2 separate regions of the Bombyx mori genome follow, and region 1 is linked to region 2. A link is a contact called in public Hi-C data. All regions are on one chromosome and are shown on one strand. The core of a region is the stretch at or near the end of the contact, and the rest is flanking DNA. Distances in the headings are between cores, read along the strand shown.

Evidence for each region. A called contact is a pair of places that touch in the nucleus more often than the background predicts.
Region 1: a Hi-C map of middle silk gland shows a contact between it and region 2, with 3 times the contacts expected there. The contact joins the promoter of LOC101741443 here to the promoter of LOC101745085 in region 2. A contact is called at or near these places in 2 of 7 Hi-C or Micro-C datasets (middle silk gland and posterior silk gland).

Annotation. Positions count from the first base shown.
Region 1 is chr12:939,554-945,133 of ASM3026992v2, forward strand. LOC101741443 (pre-mRNA-splicing factor SPF27) reads right to left here and starts at 4,305. Exons shown (of 7, transcript XM_062671333.1): 1 at 4,162-4,305; 2 at 3,774-3,991; 3 at 2,902-3,065; 4 at 1,877-2,089; 5 at 389-530. The coding sequence starts at 3,848. It overlaps LOC101741584 (WASH complex subunit 3), which reads left to right and starts at 5,009. Exons shown (of 4, transcript XM_004929343.5): 1 at 5,009-5,157; 2 at 5,292-5,421; 3 at 5,579-5,580. The coding sequence starts at 5,365.
Region 2 is chr12:676,137-681,836 of ASM3026992v2, forward strand. LOC101745085 (protein lethal(2)denticleless) reads right to left here and starts at 1,544. Exons shown (of 4, transcript XM_038014549.2): 1 at 1,355-1,544; 2 at 1,076-1,272. The coding sequence starts at 1,397. LOC101743785 reads left to right here and starts at 3,271. Exons shown (of 2, transcript XM_012691022.2): 1 at 3,271-3,566; 2 at 3,639-5,700. The coding sequence starts at 3,643. The coding sequence ends at 5,217.

The DNA.
Region 1 (5,580 bases), core at 3,055-5,554, 270 kb after region 2:
TAAATCAACAATTTTTTTTTTATTGCTTGGATGGTTGGACGAGCTCACAGCCCACCTGGTATTAAGTGGTTACTGGAGCCCACAGACATCTATAACGTAAACGCGCCACCCAACCTGAGATATAAGTTCTAAGTTCTCAGTATAGTTACATCGGCTACCCCACCCTTCAAACGGAAACGCATTACTGCTTCACGGTAGAAATAGGCAGGGTGGTGGTAGCTACCCGTGCGGACTCACAAGAGGTCCTACCACCAGTAATGACGCAAATTCTAATTTTGCAGGTTTCATTTTTATTCGATGTTATTCCTTCACCGTGGAAGTCAATCGTGAACAATTGGTTAAGTACGTATTTCATTAGAAAGATAATAATAAAATAACTTGAACGTACCTGTTGTAAGTGAAGTAGGGCTCTTTCAAGTCTATAATTGTCCGAGACAAGTTGCGCCCACCGTCGCCTCAATGCCCGCAACCTCGCACCGCTTGCTGTTTGTACGCGTTTACGTTCCCAGTTCACAGAGCCTATTTGTTTACTGAAATGTAATTATTGTTTTTAATAGACTGGACTTGTGTGTACACAGTAAAAAAATTAATTTTGGTATGGTCTAAATCCTTAATTCCCAAAGTGGTTCAGGTGGACGCCCAGGGGTCCACAGAATACTCAACGGGGATCTACATTGGCGTACTATTTTTTATATTTAACACTCCGAATAAGGAGTTTTCTAAATGAAATAAGTGAGAATTGATGGGTTCCTTGTGCTGTGAGTAGATATCAATAAAGTAAAGTTGGATGGAATCGCTTTTTTATTGGCAAACTTTCCATTTTTTACATCCATTCACAGCAGCAAAATCAATTGATAAATTAAACAATCAATTCTCACTTTATTTTTCGAAAACTATGAAATCGCGGTTGGAACTTAACCGCGACGCAAATTTTCGTACTTACATCTAATCTCCACATTTTTACACAGTTTTGGAAATATGGTAGAAACCTAGTTAGCAGGGGGTTCCCTTGCAACCAAATAAATGTTGAAAGTGGCCAACAGAACAAAACCTGGAAGCCTCTGGTCCAAATGATATACAGTCAAACCTGGGTAAGTGAGAACTGGATAAGTGAGAAAACTCTATAAGTGAGAGTAATAGCCAGGACCCGTCATTTTTAGCTCCTAAAACCTCTATTAGCGAGAAACGGAAACCTCTATAAGAGAGAGTATTTTTTCCCTCATGAACCTCCGTAAGTGAGACTGCTACTATTCTATACCTCTATAAGCGACAGTCGAGCTTTATTTATTTATATTATTTAGGAGGAACAAATGACAAAACAAATTACAAATTTAAAATCTGCTATTTTATGACCCATTCTTAACTTTCGTGGAACTTCTTAACATTGTTTTTGTATTGTTTTCTCGTCAATATTGAACCTATTCTATTTCGTGGAACTAAATAACGTTATTATTTTATGGCATTCTTTTCGAATGGACACGTGTGCCTGTGTACCATCTTGTTTGTCAGACTTACTCAGTTTATCGTTAATCAATTGCTGTCATTAAGTGATAAACTTAAAATAGTGAATTCGTTTGAATCCGTAAAATCTCTAAATGAAATTCAGAGGGAGCATTAGAGAGAAACTCGGGTTAGTGAGAAACCTCTATAAGCGAGAATGAGATTGTGCTCCCTTGAACTCTCGCTTATCCAGGTTTGACTGTAATAGTTTGGAGTTATATAAAATCCTACAAGCAGTTCTAACCTACTGTTTCTATGAAAGGCAATAAGGGTCAAAGCAACAGACAATTACTTCCCTAGGCTCTATAATCGAAGATAGACTCCCTGTCAAACTAACAACCATTTAAATATAATTTCTATGTTATACATCTCTTACCGTAACTGGTTGTGTTCGTTTTGAGCTCTTGTGACTAATGCTTGAAGTGTATTGAGGTATGATCTCCATGCTTCTGAACCGTACTCTAACTGCAACTCTAAATTGAGAACTCTGATAGCTTGGTGTGACAGCTGTGCATGAGAGTTGTCAACTGACTCGGCCCAGGCACTTGGTTCACTCATTCTTCCGACTGGAGGGGGTGGAAGTTCATACCTGAGGAATTAATTATACATAATATTTCAATAGTTTTTTTTTTAAAACCACATTCCTGTGCTTCACTACATCACGTGATCACTCAATAGTGATGTTTGTTAACATGACCAGAGGATTTGGCATATTAACAGTCAGCATCACAAGATACCACTTAGTAAAAGTTACAGACCTACATATTATATCTCCTCACAATCTTACTATTACTTCATTATCATCATGTTCATACTGTGGCATCAGTAGCCAGGCTGACTCAAATACCAACTTAGCTTACAAACCTATCAACTTAATTGAAGTCGTCGTGGCCTAAAAGATAAGACGTCCGGTGCATTCGTGTTGAGCAATACACTGGGTGTTCGAATCCCAGGCGAGTACCAATTTTTCTAATGAAATACCTACTAAACAAATGTTCATGATTGACTTCCATGGTGAAGGAATTACATCATGTAATCAAAATCAAGCCATTAAGCAGGCCGAATGCAGGCAGCATTGGAGGAAGCTGGTGCAAAAGCTGGACCAAGGTGGTCACGACCCTCAGTAATGAGGAAACGACAAAGAAGAAGAAGAAGAAGAATCAAAATCAAACCCGCAAGTTTTTATTTACGTAATTACTGATGGTAGGACCTCTAGTAAATCCGCGCGGGTAGGTACCACCATCCTGCCTATTTCTGCCGTGAAGCAGTAATGCGTTTCGGTTTGAAGGGTGGGGCAGCCGTTGTAACTATACTTGAGACCTTAGACCCTATATCTCAAGGTGGGTGGTGCAAATTAAAAGAACAAAATAATAAATAAAAAAAATTGCAGGTTTTATGCACCTCTTCATAGACAATGGTTCCATCGGCAATCTCTGTTGCACTCTTTCCATCTCTCGTTGTAAAGCAGGAGTTTCAAATGCAGAACTTGGTTCTGGTCCTGCATTTTCAAGATAGTTCTTTGTGGGTCTATAGCGTCTGCACTCTTCTTCCACCATGGCCAATGCCTGAAAATCAATTCCCATATTTAAGGGTAGTTTAAGGAGTCTTCTATAAGTAGGTTTGATTATAAGGACATTTTATACTGCAGTATCAATAAGAAGTGCTTTAATAATACTTTTTTGAGACAGCTTCCCAGTCACACAATCAATTATTACAATAGCAATGAAACAAAATAATAAAATCGTGAATTGAATTGAATTTGAAATTGACATTAAAATTGAAAAAGAATTGAAGCAAAAGTGCTTTGTAGCTTACAGTGTATGCAAAAATTCCTAGAAGTTCTGCATTTCCTAGACTGACCAAGATGAATATTACCAAAATTACTTCGTTTTGTATCACTCAATGCAAAAAGGAACAAACAGAAATCTAATTTCAAATTGATCTTTGGCAGTGGTCGAACCAAGACTATACAAATCGGTTTATTCTAAAGGTGAAATTATTCCATTTCGAAAAAGGAAGTCCTTCGAAATAGCATACATGTTCAAGAAACAACGAAAAAAAAACATTTTTATATAAATCTCTCAGCGGTGACTGCGCATTTTGAAGCAGACGAGAATATAACCCACATTTGTGAAGTGTGGTCGTTCAGACCAGCAATACCAAAATGATTATTGAATTTCTTTCTCTAGATGTCAAAGCTAAAGCGATATGAATCTTTGTTGTAAAGGAAATGGTCCAAGAATTAAAAAAAGTAAGGTTATCATAATACTTACAGCTTCTCTTACTCCAGGATCGTCATATCCTTGGTCTATATATGGTAATGCATCTACGACAACTTCTCCTGCCATTTTCTACAAAATTTATAACTCCCTTTACTACGAATGGGTACTGTGATTTATCACTTTATATTAAAGTTTTAACGCTGTTCTTTGTTTATTTGATTTTAGTTGTGTCACTTGTGTGACATTCTTCGTTTGAGCTAGTTTTAAGCCTAAAATGAACAGGCAAAAGAAATATAGTCCATATAGCTAAATCTTTTGAATTCCTCGATATTCAATAAATTGATATTAAATTAATATTATATTATAAAATGGAATTTAATGAAAGAAGAACACATCGAGTAGATATTAGATGAGTTGATAATGAAACAATGGTGCTTACTGAGAGATCAACGAACTTATTTTGAAAATATTCTCGAGTGGCAGCCACACACGACGCAGCTTAGATAGACTTTCGACGAGGTGAACTGACGTCCTACTGAAAGTCGCAGGAATCTAATAAATACGGTCGCTGCACGTCTAGGAGTGGATGATTTGTGTGAACACGTCCAATGTTTGTTTGATTTTTTAAAACTTGTGCCATTTCACATGTATTCAGTGATTAAAAAGCTTTCATTACTACAAAATTAGACATTTTATTACAGATACATTCGCGAAGCAGTTGCCCTTAGCTGTTAGATCTCCTACGGAGTCGTGGCCAGGTCAGGCCTTCGGTACTTTGGAGGATTGGCTTGTGCGGCTTTTCGAAGCCTGCCTTGAGCCCGGACGGAAATCGGACAGATTCATCCTTCTGAGGAAAGAGGAGCTCCTCTAGGAGTCATCCGTGGTGTACCACCACATCGTGTTGCTGGACGAAACTAGAAAATTGTTGGAGCAAGTCGTGGATGCGTCATCTGCCCCATCCCCAGGACGGGTTCCAATCGGTCAGCCGAACAGTACGGCTTCAGAAAGGGCCGGTCTACCATCGACGCAATCATGCGTGTGTGTACCCTCTTTGATGAGACTGTTGCCCGGGGCGAGGTGGCAGTTTCCTTAAAGTCTCAGTAAATAACCATCATTTTACTTAGATTTCACGCCAATTGATTATTGTTTCAAATTAATCAACTCTATTTCATTTTACTTCATATTATCATTTTTCATAAAATACAATGATAACTTAGGCTGTATCGTATGATACTTTTGCCTTTCCAGTTGGAAAAATAGAACTACTACAAATATTGACAGTGGACAGTAGCACTATTGTCAAAGAATAGTGTTATATTGATAAATGTAAATTAATGATAATAATGTCAGACTTAGGTGGTGGTACCGTACCTACTGTACCTACTGAAATATTCCTTTTAATTTGCTTACATACTCTTTTAACGTAAATAAATAGGTACGACTGTCACGGAAGGAAAAAGATTGTTATTGTAAAATAATTAGGTGCTTTTTATATTAAACTTAGTGTAATTAAAACTCGTGGACCTATTAGTCAATGTATTGAAATGTAATTCAATTTGGTTTTTTCAGTAGAACAAAACAAATTCAAGCTTCCAAACCACAAGACAAATTTCTTTTTCGTCTTGTTTATATTCTACTGAAAATGACCATCCAAGAAGATTTAACTCAATCCGAATCCCCACAAACGGATTTAACTAAGGTTTTAAATTTGGAATTATTATTATTTGTTGTAAAATTTAATGCAGTACAAACTTCACGGCCTTGATTATCTTTATAAACTTCCTAATTCTAGAAAACACAATATTTTTTTATAAATGAGAATAATTTATTTTTAATATTTAAAAAACAAATTGCAGGT
Region 2 (5,700 bases), core at 294-2,793:
TAGTTTGCCTATCGCCGGGAGGAGACTGATGGGGCGGTAACTCGCGGTTTCGTTCTTCGGTTTGCCCGGCTTGTGTATGCCGATAACGTCCGCTTCTTTCCACGCCGCGGGAAAGATGCAGTTCGTCATAGCAGCATTTAATATGGTGGCCAACATCGTTATCAGTTGGGCTGGTAACAATTTAAGCGCGCAGTTGCGGATGCCGTCGGAGCCGGGAGCTTTCCGTGGTTGTAGGCTATCGATCGCCTCCTTAACCTCGGAAGTGGTAATGGGGGGTAACGCGTCCGAGGGCGGCAGGGAAGCTCTGCGCTCGACCTCCCTGGGGCGACAGTAACCATTCACCTTACGAGTAATGGGCTATATGTCGTCTGCCTACAAGGGTAATAAAAAAATGTATTGATGAGATCTAGTTGTGAGCACGTGAATCACTTAGTTCCTGTTTTACGTAATCAAGATACCACTAAAGGGAGTCTTTGTTGCTTCTAGTTTCCCATCAACAAATTCTAAGAAAATCTTAAATATTACATATTCGATTTTCACAAACTAATAAATAGAGTAAAAGTACTGCATACATTAGAAGTACTTCTTGGTTTTTTGATCCCGTGATGACCCACAATAAGCTACCTAATCTTGTGAGACTTGGCTAATTATGGTATAAAAGTAACAATTTTATTATTATATTATTTAAAAAAACAACATATACCCACCTAAAGCCAATAAAATTCATATTAACTTTCAGTTATGGTTTAAATAAACATTAAGTTACATCAGTCAACAAAAAAATAATATAGTAATGAATTCGAAAACAAAAATGAGGCAAAGAACCTTGGCAATATCCATTATCATTATGATTCTAAAAAACTTTTGTGCTATAACATAAACCCTTTCTAAATTTTCTTTGAAATATCAAATCCAGTACAGTGCAATAGAACCCTCTAATACAAGTGACCAATGTTACAAAAGTCAAAAGATTACTTTTTCTCTAAATGATATTATTTCATTCACCATACAGTGCTTTGTTCATATTCCTGGTTGTGAACTGCCTATATCTGAAGGACAAAGATATGTATGTTACCTGAATAGCAACCTTTCCATCTTCGTTAGCAAGAGCCAGTATGTGTTCATAGCCAGATGTTTCAGCAAATCTACAAGCGAATATCGGAGGATCCTGTTCAAAATTTGCTACAACATTTGAGGATTGGAGCCCGTAAAACGATTCCTCACTGTTCACCACTAGCCGCTTCAGTACCGTATCGTAATTAAACCGGCAATCTGTAAAGACAGTTCCAATTGATTTTTCAAATCTTTACAACAATTGCCCTTTCCTCTTACATACTAATTCACAAGTACTTACGGAGACCGAGTTCACGATCGATCAAATTTTGTATATTATTCATGATTTCATTATAAATTAATGGTAGCTAAACATTTAAAAGTTTAAAACTCTGGATTCTTCGACAAACTTCTTGAACAAAACACGTTAAAAACAACAAATCTGACATTTAATAAAAGAGGCGCGAAATTATTATTAGTTTTTAAGGGATTTTATGACCTGGTAGCTAAGACCTTTAGGTCAAGTCTTATTTTAATTTATATTCTTATTTTTATGAAAAATGATATTACGAAGTGATATGAAATGAAATGAGATGAGATGAGATGATATGGTATAAAATATAATCTCAGTAAAATGGTGGTCATTTACTGAAAAATTTTCAGAGGACTTTTTGGAGGATCCCGAGAAGTTACGTTCAGCAGTTTTGTTTGATTTTCCCACATTTGTACACTTTCACAGATACTAAACAGTTAAACCAGTGTTATTATACATTTAAATCTGAAGAAACACTAAATAGACAAAATAAAATAAATCACACAACTTCACTCCTCGTGTTCCCGCAAAAAAGTCCAGAGGCGCGAAATTTTTTTTTAAGTGATTTTATGTCCTGGTAACTAAGACCTTTAAGTCATGTCTTATTTTAACTTATATTCTTATTTTTATGAAAAATGATAATAATATGGAGTGAAATGAAATGAAAATTATTAATTTGAGACATTAATCAACTGGGATGAAATTAAATTAAATGATGGGATGAAATATAATCTTAGTAAAACGGTGGTCATTTACTAAGATTTTTTCAGTGGACTTTTTGGAGGATCCCGAAATTGCGTCCAGCGGCTTTGTTTCATTTTCCCACATTTGTGCACTTTCACAGATATTAAACAGTTAATAAACCACCGTTATTACACATTTAAACCTGAAGAAACACTAAATAGGCAAAATAAAACAAATCACACAACTTCACTTCTCGCGTTCCCGCCAAAAAGTCTAGGCGCGAAAAAGCAATTAAAGGCATAGATTATACTTAATAATACTATGACTAAAAAGTGACCTAGAACCGTGGAGTTAATAAGTACCTACAACTATTATATAATACTAACTCTATGCCTAATACCTACGATCGTTGTACCTACTTAATTTGGCTTCTCTTTACTATTACTTAAATACCTTTACTCTTCGGCTGAGTTTGGCTGTAATAAAATCATAACCTATCCATACAATTGAAGACTATTTAGAAAGCTCACGTCTGATTATTTCACAAGCCTTGAGAGCGCCATCTGCTGATAACTATCTCCCAGAAAATGTGAACAGCATTGAGGTCGTCGTCGTGGCCTAAAGGATAAGACGTCCGGTGCATTCGTGTTGAAGCGATGCACCGGTGTTCGAATCCCGCAGGCGGGTACCAATTTTTCTAATGAAATATGTACTCAACAAATGTTCACGATTGACTTCCACGGTGAAGGAATAACATCGTGTAATAAAAATTAAACCCGCAAAATTATAATTTGCGTAATTACTGGTGGTAGGACCTCTTGTGAGTCCGCGCGGATAGGTACCACCGCCCTGCTTATTTCTGCCGTGAAGCAGTAATGCGTTTCGGTTTGAAGGGTGGGGTAGCCGTTGTAACTATACTGAGACTTTAGAACTTGTATCTCAAGGTGGGTGGCGCGTCTACGTTGTAGATGTCTATGGGCTCCAGTAACCACTTAACATCAGGTGGGCTGTGAGCTCGTCCACCCATCTAAGCAATAAAAAAAAAAAAAAAAAGGTCGGGGTTATACTCAAGTATTGCAGCCGAAAATTAGACGGTCATAATTTTTCGTGTGTGATGAAAAAGAAACAGTATAACCAAATATTGAAACACAACATTGAGACTTCTACCTGCCTAAATCCATGATCTCTGAATGATGAATTTCGAAAAAAAAAACGAAGCTAATTGTTTATGGCAACTGACAAATTTCGCCGTAGTAACGCGTTTGCTTTTTGTTGATTTCTTAAAATATATTGTTAACGATTATTTTAAGATTGGTTGAATTTGCAAATTATTTACCATTATTAATAGTTACTAGTTTTAAATAACATTCGCATAAAATTGAATGTTCAGGCTGGAGAAATTGCACAGTTTTCGTCTTTAACAATCTTGTTTGTCGGTTAAAGATTACGTGTTTATGTACGTAAAATTATAGATTTTAAAAAATACGAAATTACCTTTTGGGAATTGAAAACACAGGTCAGTAGACCGCTACCTTTTTATCTTAAAACGAAGCATTACTTTAGAATGTATTGCTAAGTAATTTTTTAGGTGTATGGAATGTGAAGTACACAAGGAATATGGACGGGGCTGCGTCAAATCGGGGCAAGAAAGTAGGATTTCGACAGAATATACGCGGGAAGCTAAGCGTGTTCGAGCCACTGATCTGCATTTGGATTTTACCTGCACGATTCCTGATGCAAACCACCGTCGCCCTCAGTATAGTGCCCGCAAACCTGAACAAAATGATGACCAACATGAGACTTCTGTGCTGCCCTTGATGAGCAACATGGATGAAATATCCTATTGGATTTATACTAAGCGGGCTCCATGCCTCATGAACTATGACAACTTAATAAAAAAGCAACATGTTGAGGCTCAGTGTTCAAAAGCGGCATCAAAAAGTGTTAGCAGTGCAATTCAAGAGGTGCCTTCACCAAAGATCACGAAGAAAAGAAAATTGTCTATATTAGATGACGATTCTGCCTCAGTGGAAAAACAACAGAATTTGTACTTTGATGTGTCTCAGAAACACAATAAAAATACTGTGATAATTAGCAAATCAGACTCTGTTGGTTCAGATGTTGATTTTAATATTAAAAATTCACCATGTAATAAAAAACAGAAAAGGTCTAAACTACAAGGTAGTCAACCTACTCCACACAAGAAGCAAAATAACATTATAACATCTACACCGAAAATAACGTCTCTGAGACGAAGCCTGAGAAATACAAAACAAACTTTCAATAGTAGCCATTTAAATAGTTCCTTTTTAAATAACACTAGTGTAGTTAATGGTAGGCATTTAAAGAATAATTTAGGAGAACATAATACTCACAATTACAATAACACTACTGATGGAACAAGTCCAATTGTAGACCGAAGAAATATGACAACTAAGAATGTTTCTAAAAAGGATGGGTTGAACGGACAGTTTGAAGACTTCAGTGATGTATCGGGCCTCACGGCTAACTATATCAGGTCAACCAAGCAACAGTCGAGGAAAACTCCTCGTAAATTAAGAGTGAAAAATTGTAGGAGCTTAGTGAAACAATCAAATCAAAGAGATGATGATAGTGTGAATGTTGACAAGCCAATGATAGGACCACCAAACCACCTGCCACTGAATTGTAGTACAGAATCTTCAAATATTATGAATGCAGTAAACGTAAAAAATGATAAAACTAAAACGAGCAAAAACAATATTAATGTAAAGGTAATGGATGCTTCTAAATCTGTAAACAAGAGCCAAAAGAAAGTAGATTTGAATATTTCTTTCCAAAGTACATCAAGATATCCAAAAAGAAACAGGAATTCTGACAATTCAAGAGAAGTAATATACAACACTCGTAGCTCTAAAGCTACAGGACAAGAACATTCAGCATTAGTCAATAGCAACTCTACAGAGAAAATTAGTTCTTTGACCAGTATGAATGCAGCTAGTCAAGAAAAGCAAACCCCTAAAAAGAAGAGAACACCTAAAAAGACAGCACCGAACCGGACAGTGGCTACTCGTAAAAGTGAACGAGTTAAAAAAGACTCCTTAAGAGACAAGAGTGGCTTCAAAGCATGTTTTTCTGACAGTGATAATGATAGTGAACCTTTGCAGAAGAAGTTCTTTTGTTCATAAGCTAAGTTAGAGGACTCTGTGATCAAAGACTGCACATGACTTGGTGTACTTCAGACTAGGTGTACATACAGCACGTAGCTTACATCTAGCAACTACATAATAATATAATCCAGTATCAAAATGCTTTAACGTAAGAAATCTGTATCTTAAAATGTAGTCAATTTAAAGGAAAGCTTTTATTCAAATAGAACGGTTATAATATCTTTTGAATCGTTTGATATTCATTTTCACATTAGTACATACTTGCAAAATTATTTATTTACCACTTTCATGGTATGTTTCTATAGTGAACCTTTCTTGGTAGTAGTAACTTATTTTAATAATAAAAAACACTTATTTAGCTTTGTACTGTTGTTTATGTTCAGTGGCAATATAAAAGAAAACAAAATTTTGTCTGTGTAATTTAATTCTATCTAATGTTGTTCTTTCCATAAATTTCAATATATACCATATTTTATACAGTAAACGTAAGACACCAATCTG